Linked DNA regions of Sus scrofa: region 1 is linked to region 2. A link is a contact called in public targeted proximity ligation data. All regions are on one chromosome and are shown on one strand. The core of a region is the stretch at or near the end of the contact, and the rest is flanking DNA. Distances in the headings are between cores, read along the strand shown. Region 1 overlaps DIP2B (disco-interacting protein 2 homolog B). Region 2 overlaps LARP4 (la-related protein 4).

The links.
Region 1: a targeted proximity ligation map of alveolar macrophages shows a contact between it and region 2. A contact is called at or near these places in 1 of 47 Hi-C or Micro-C datasets (embryonic fibroblasts) and 1 of 2 datasets of targeted methods (alveolar macrophages).

Annotation. Positions count from the first base shown.
Region 1 is chr5:16,515,450-16,518,477 of Sscrofa11.1, forward strand. All of the region lies in intron 4 of DIP2B (disco-interacting protein 2 homolog B), which reads left to right. Among named protein-coding and RNA genes, the nearest start is that of ATF1, 100 kb to the right of the region's middle.
Region 2 is chr5:16,218,390-16,221,610 of Sscrofa11.1, forward strand. All of the region lies in intron 2 of LARP4 (la-related protein 4), which reads left to right. Among named protein-coding and RNA genes, the nearest start is that of LARP4, 43 kb to the left of the region's middle.

The DNA.
Region 1 (3,028 bases), core at 37-2,536, 300 kb after region 2:
GTGGTTAACGAATCCAACTAGAACCATGAGGTTGTGGGTTCAATCCCTGGCCTTGCTCAGTGGGTTAAGGATCTAGCATTGCCGTGAGCTGTGGTGTAGGTTGCAGACACGGCTCAGATCCCGAGTTGCTGTGGCTGTGGCATAGGTCGGCGGCTACAGCTTCGATTCGACCTCCATATGTTGCGGGAGTGGCCCAAGAAATGGCAAAAAGACAAAAAAAAAAAAAAAAAAAAAAAAAAGAATCCGGCTACACCAGCTTGGATCACTGCAGAGGTGCGGGTTCAATCCCCAGCCTGGTGCAGTGGGTTAAAGGATCCAGCATCACTGTGGCTATGGCTGTAGGTCACAGCTGCAGCTTGGATTCAGTCCCTGCCGTGGGGAGTTCCTGTTGTAGCTGAGCAGATTAAGAACCCAGCAAGTGTCCATGAGGATGTGGGTTCAATCCCTGGCCTTGCTCATTGGGTTAAGGATCCAGTGTTGCCTCAAGCTGCAGTGTAGGTCTCAGATGTGGCTTGGATCAGGTGTAGCTGTGGCTGTGGTATAAGAGGCTGGCAGCTGCAGTTCCCACTGGACTCCTAGCCTGGGAACTTCCGTATGCCACAGGTGTGGCCATTAAAGGGGAAAAAAAATGTTTTCTTGGGCCATTGTAAAAGTGACCTTGCTATGACTTTCTTAAAAAGTTGTGCCCCTCTTACAGGGCACAATTAACCTCAGATTTCACAGTATGTTAATCATGTTGTCCTTTGTGCACTATCAGAGGTCACACCACACACACATCCCAAAGCCTGCTTCTGGTCAGGGCCCTTACCCTGCACCTGGTGTGCCACATGGACCTAGTTTCTGGGGTGCTGCTGGAGCTCACTGCTAGTCGGCTTCTCTGGGAGGCACCCAGCATGTAACGGTCAAAATTACTGAATTGTTGAGAACTTAGAGCTGTTTTTTGAGGGATTTAATAAAAAGGATTTAAGGAGTAAACTATGACATAAATCTCAGCTTTATCCGTAGTATCATATAGTCTGGAAAATATGGTAAATAGTTGGCCTGCGAAATAATTTGTCTTTTGTTCATAAATCCTCAAATAATAAAATGTCTGTCAACCTGAAATTTGCTTATTGACATGTGCACTGATTTTGGTCGTGTGGATTGGAAATTTTAAATTCTCCAAGTTGGTAGCATTCTCTGGTTCTTTTCGTGCCTGTGGCCTTTTTCAGTCTTTTAGACCGCTTGAATTACTGCCATCCAATTCCCTTTATGTGCTGAAATCATTGACTAATGTCATGAGGCAATTACCTCAGCTCTTTCTTTGTAGGGGTTCTTTGTGTAACGCTATTACTCATTCATACAGATAAACACAATGCAAAAACTACAGCATATATTTTTTCCCCCGCTAAGCTTTTTCTGCACCCGTGTGGACTTGCCCTGCGTTGCATCCTGAGGGTATGAGGATGACCAAATAGACCAAATAATGACCCCAAAGCACAGTAAGCTGTTTTGAGTGGCTTGTGTAGAATAGGGTTTAAAATTTAGAAGTCTGTCTCACACAGGGCTCCACTTGAAAGTGACTTTAGTAGTAATTCATAGAGCCAGACAAGGAGAAATTACCTGTCTCTATTTCTGTATGTGAAAATGATGCCCATGAATAGACTGAGATAGCATTATACTTTTAACCTTTAGCAATGCTTTATAGAATTATAGTATGCAAAGGATTTTCTATATACCAGTGGCTGCCTTCCTTGTTTGTTCCTCATAACTCTCTACTCCGTGAAGTGGGAAATCCAGATTTCTTTAGAGATGAGGAAACAAACAGATTTATAGTGACTATGTGATTTGCCCCAGCTTATACAGCAATTATGTGGCAGGGTCAAGTTTCTTGATTTTTTTTTTTTTTACTGTACTAAAGCATCATGTTTGAGAAGTCCTTTTTTACTTAATAGGCATTCCTATATCTATTATTCCAAACAAATGTAATAGCTATGGCCTTCTGGGAGCTTATAGTCCAAAACATGTATTAGTCAGTTACCAACTTGGAGAGTTTTCTTGAAATATTCTAATGTTATTCGAAACCACAGAATTAACAGAGATGGCAAATTAGACCTCCGTAAATGTGCTCTAATTAATAGATTTGGATCTTTTAATAACATACTTTCATAATTGGTATGGGTTATGAGCAATGCGCCATAATTACTGGGAGGATTAGTATTCAATATTCTTTAAGCCAAAGCACAATAAAAATCCACCCTATCAGGTTGAATTTGTTTATTTCAATAGGTGATTGCGAAATTTAAGGTTTGCCAGTAAAAATAATTTCACAGTTACTATTTCTTGAGTACCTCTGTATAGTAGTCAAAGGGCTAAGTGCTTAACATATATTTTTTCATTATTTGTTTTCTCAACAATTCTCTGTCCCATTTTACAGATGAGAAAACAGGTTTAGACAGGCTCAGTAACTTGCTTGGACATCTGTTTCTAGCTGTGTAGTCAGTTAAATAACCTGAAAATTCTCTCCTAGAAACAGGAGAAAGAAAATTTCTCTTTAAACATTCTAGATAGGATATAATCAGCTTCCTTTTAAATACATACAGAAGTAGGAGAGGGAGAAAATGATGACTGAAAATGGGTGCAGTGAGATGGGGCTGACTTTGGCTGCCCTGGGGGGAGGGAGACAGTAAACAAGGAGCCTAAATGTTAATTACTACGGGGGTAGAAAAGACAAAGCCTTGGACCTTACGTAGATTTGGAAGCTGGAATTGAGATCTCTGGAGGGGTTCACATCTTTAGCAGAAGAGGGAACCTAAAAAAATTAACCTGCTGGCACAAGAAGACCTTGTCAAGAAACCTTCCCTGGTGCCTGGCCTTGGAGTAATGGGGGCAGGGACCTTTCCTAAGAATTTGTCATCAGTAGGTACAAGAATGTTAGTTCTTAGCAGTGTCTTGCCTGGTAAGAACTAACATTAGAAAGTGGTCCTGGAGTTCCCGTCGTGGCGCAGTGGTTAACGAATCCGACTAGGAACCATGAGGTTGCGGGTTC
Region 2 (3,221 bases), core at 547-3,046:
ACCCCACAGCCACAGCAATGTGGGATCTGAGCTGTGTCTTCAACCTACACCACAGTTCATGGCAAAGCCAGATCCCTGACCCACTGAGCAGGGCCAGGAATTGAACCCACATCCTCATGGATACTAGTCAGATTCATTTCTTCCACGCCACAATGGGAATTCCTGAACATGATTGCTTTTGTAATTGGAAAGAAATTATTTTACTGAAATTTTCATAAGGAAATCATCATATAAATATATAAACTTGTGCAAAGATATTTGCTGCAGCGTTGTCTGCAGTGTTGAAAAAGATACAGATTTCTATCAGTAGGAGAACAGTTCGCTAAATTGTGATAGCTCTATGCAATAAATATCATACAGCCAATACATTAAGTCTAGGAGTTCCTGTCCTGGTGCAGCGGAAATGAATCCGACTAGGAATCATGAGGTGGTGGGTTCAATCCCTGGCGTCGCTAGGTGGGTTAAGGATCTGGTGTTGCTGTGAGCTATGGTGTAGGTCAAAGATTCAGCTTGGATCTGGCGTTGTTGTGGCTGTAGCGTAGGCCAGCAGCTGCAGCTCTGATTGGACCCCTAGCCTGGGAAGCTCCTTATGCCATGGGTGCAGCCCTAAAAAGACAAAAAGCCAAAAAAAAAAAAAAAACCAAAAAAACCCAAAACAAAAATAAAAACAGGAGTTCCCGTCGTGGCGCAGTGGTTAACGAATCCGACTAGGAACCATGAGGTTGTGGGTTCGATCCCTGCCCTTGCTCGGTGGGTTAACGATCCGGCGTTGCCGTGAGCTGTAGTGTAGGTTGCAGACGCGGCTCGGATCCTGCGTTGCTGTGGCTCTGGCGTAGGCTGGTGGCTACAGCTCCGATTCGACCCCTAGCCTGGGAACCTCCATATGCCGCGGAAGCGGTCCAAGAAATAGCAAAAAGACAAGAAGACAAAAAAATAATAATAATAAATAAAAACAATAAATATCTATTAACATAGAAAAATTTCAGAGTTTCTGTCGCACAGCCGAAATGAATCCAGCTAGGAACCATGAGATTGCAAGTTCTATCCCTGCAATCAGTGGGTTAAGGATCTGGCACTGCCATGAGCTGTGGTGTAGGTTGTAGATGTGGCTCCGTTCCTGGGAGGCTGTGGCTGTGGTGTAGGCCAGCAATTGTAGCTCTGATTCGACCCCTAGCCTGGGAACCTCCATATGCTGTGGGTGCGGCCCTAAAAAGCAAAAACAAAACACAAAAACAAAGAAAAAACAGAAAATTTTCAAAGATGCACTATTATGTGAAACAAAGCGAGTTAAAAGACGTTTCTGATATGAGCCCATTTTTGCAACCAAAATGTAAGTGCAGAGAAATTTTTTTTTTTTTTTGTCTTTTTGCTATTTCTTGGGCCGCTCCCTCGGCATATGGAGGTTCCCAGGCTAGGGGTCGAATCAGAGCTGTTGCTGCCGGCCTGCACCACAGCCACAGCAACACCAGATCCGAGCTGAGTCTGTGACCCACACAACAGCTCACAGCATCACTGCATCGCTGGATCCTTAACCCACTGAGCAAGGCCAGGGATTGAACCCGAAGCCTCATGGTTCCTAGTTGGATTCATTTCCGCTGCGCCACGATGGGAACCTCAAAAAACCCTTAATTGTAATTGATGAATTGCTGGAGGCTCAGTATAGCAAGTCTGAGAGTTAAAAAATCCAAGGGGACCTCATCAAAGGGATCTTCAGAAACTCTACTAGATCCTGACAGTGAAGATTGTAGAAAAATCCCCTCATGTTTCCCTCAGGGGAAGGAGAAGTATAACCGTTTTGAAATACAGCAGAGCATTCTGTTCTTAGCAAATCTGCCCTCAAGAGAAACTATTTTGCCAGAGTCTAACATGCCAGAGTTTTAACGGGACCCAAACTGGAGGAAAAGGAAAAAACAATTCCAGCTCCCTCTAGGCATCCTGTCCCATCTAAGGTAGTGTAGGGTCAGGAAGACTGAGAAGCACTGGTGAAGTTCACGGTCCAGAGGCATAGGTTCTCCAAAAGACTGAGACCTATTTAATCATAGAACTATAAAATGTTTTCCCCTTCCTCCAGACCTCAGCAGCACACCCTTGAAGACCTCTTTTCCTTTCACATAGTATAGCACGTCCAGATTTCAATAAAAAATTACAAGCCTCACTAAAAGGCAGTAAATACAGCTTGAAGAGATGAACAAGCCTCAGAAGCAGAGTAAGATATGTAGGGATGTTGTAATTATCAGGCTGCAATTTAAATTAACTATGATTAATATGCTATGGATTTTGATGAAAAAGTAGGCAGCTTGCAAGAACAGATGGATAATGTAAGCAGAGAGAGGGGCATTCTAAGAAGGAATCAAAAAGAAATGCTGGAGATCAGAAACAAACAGAAATGAGGAATGCCTCTGCTGGCCTGATTAGTAGACTGAGGATGACTGAGCAAAAATCTCTGAGCTTGAGGATATGACAATAGAAACTTCCAGAACTGAAAAAGAGAAAAAAGACAAAAAAATAGAACAGAATACACACACACACACACACACACACACCACACACACACACACACACACACACACACAAGCAATAACTGCAGAACAACTAATAAAAAATGTAACATACATGTTAAGAGAGTACCAGGAGAAGAAAGAAAGCAACAGAAGCAACATTGGAAGCACTGACTACTGAGAATTTCCTCAAATTAATGTCAGACACCAAACCACAGAACCAGGAAACTCAAAGAACACCAAGCAGAAAAAATGCCAAAAACAACCTATATTTTTTGTGGCCATGAAAAACACCTTAACAAACCTGAAAGAACAGAAATCATCCAATGTCTGATCTCACACCATAATGGAATTAAACAATAAAAAAAAGTTAACTGGAAAATCCTAAAATACACGGAAATTAAACACCCTTGGAGTTCCCAGCATGGCTCAGTGGTAACGAATCTGACTTGTATCCATGAGGAAGCAGGTTCAGTCCCTGGCGTCACTCAGCGGGTTAAAGATCCGGTGTTGCCATGAACTGAGGTGTAGGTCACAGTCATGGCTCAGATCCTGAGTTGCTGTTTGTGGTGTAGGCCTAGCAGCTCTAGCTCCAATTCATCTCCTAGCCTGGGAACTTCCATATGTCATGGGTGTGGCCCTAAAAGACAAAGACAAAAAAAAAAAAAAAAAACAACTCTTGTAAATAATACATGGGTCAAGGAAGAACTCTTAGGAAAAATT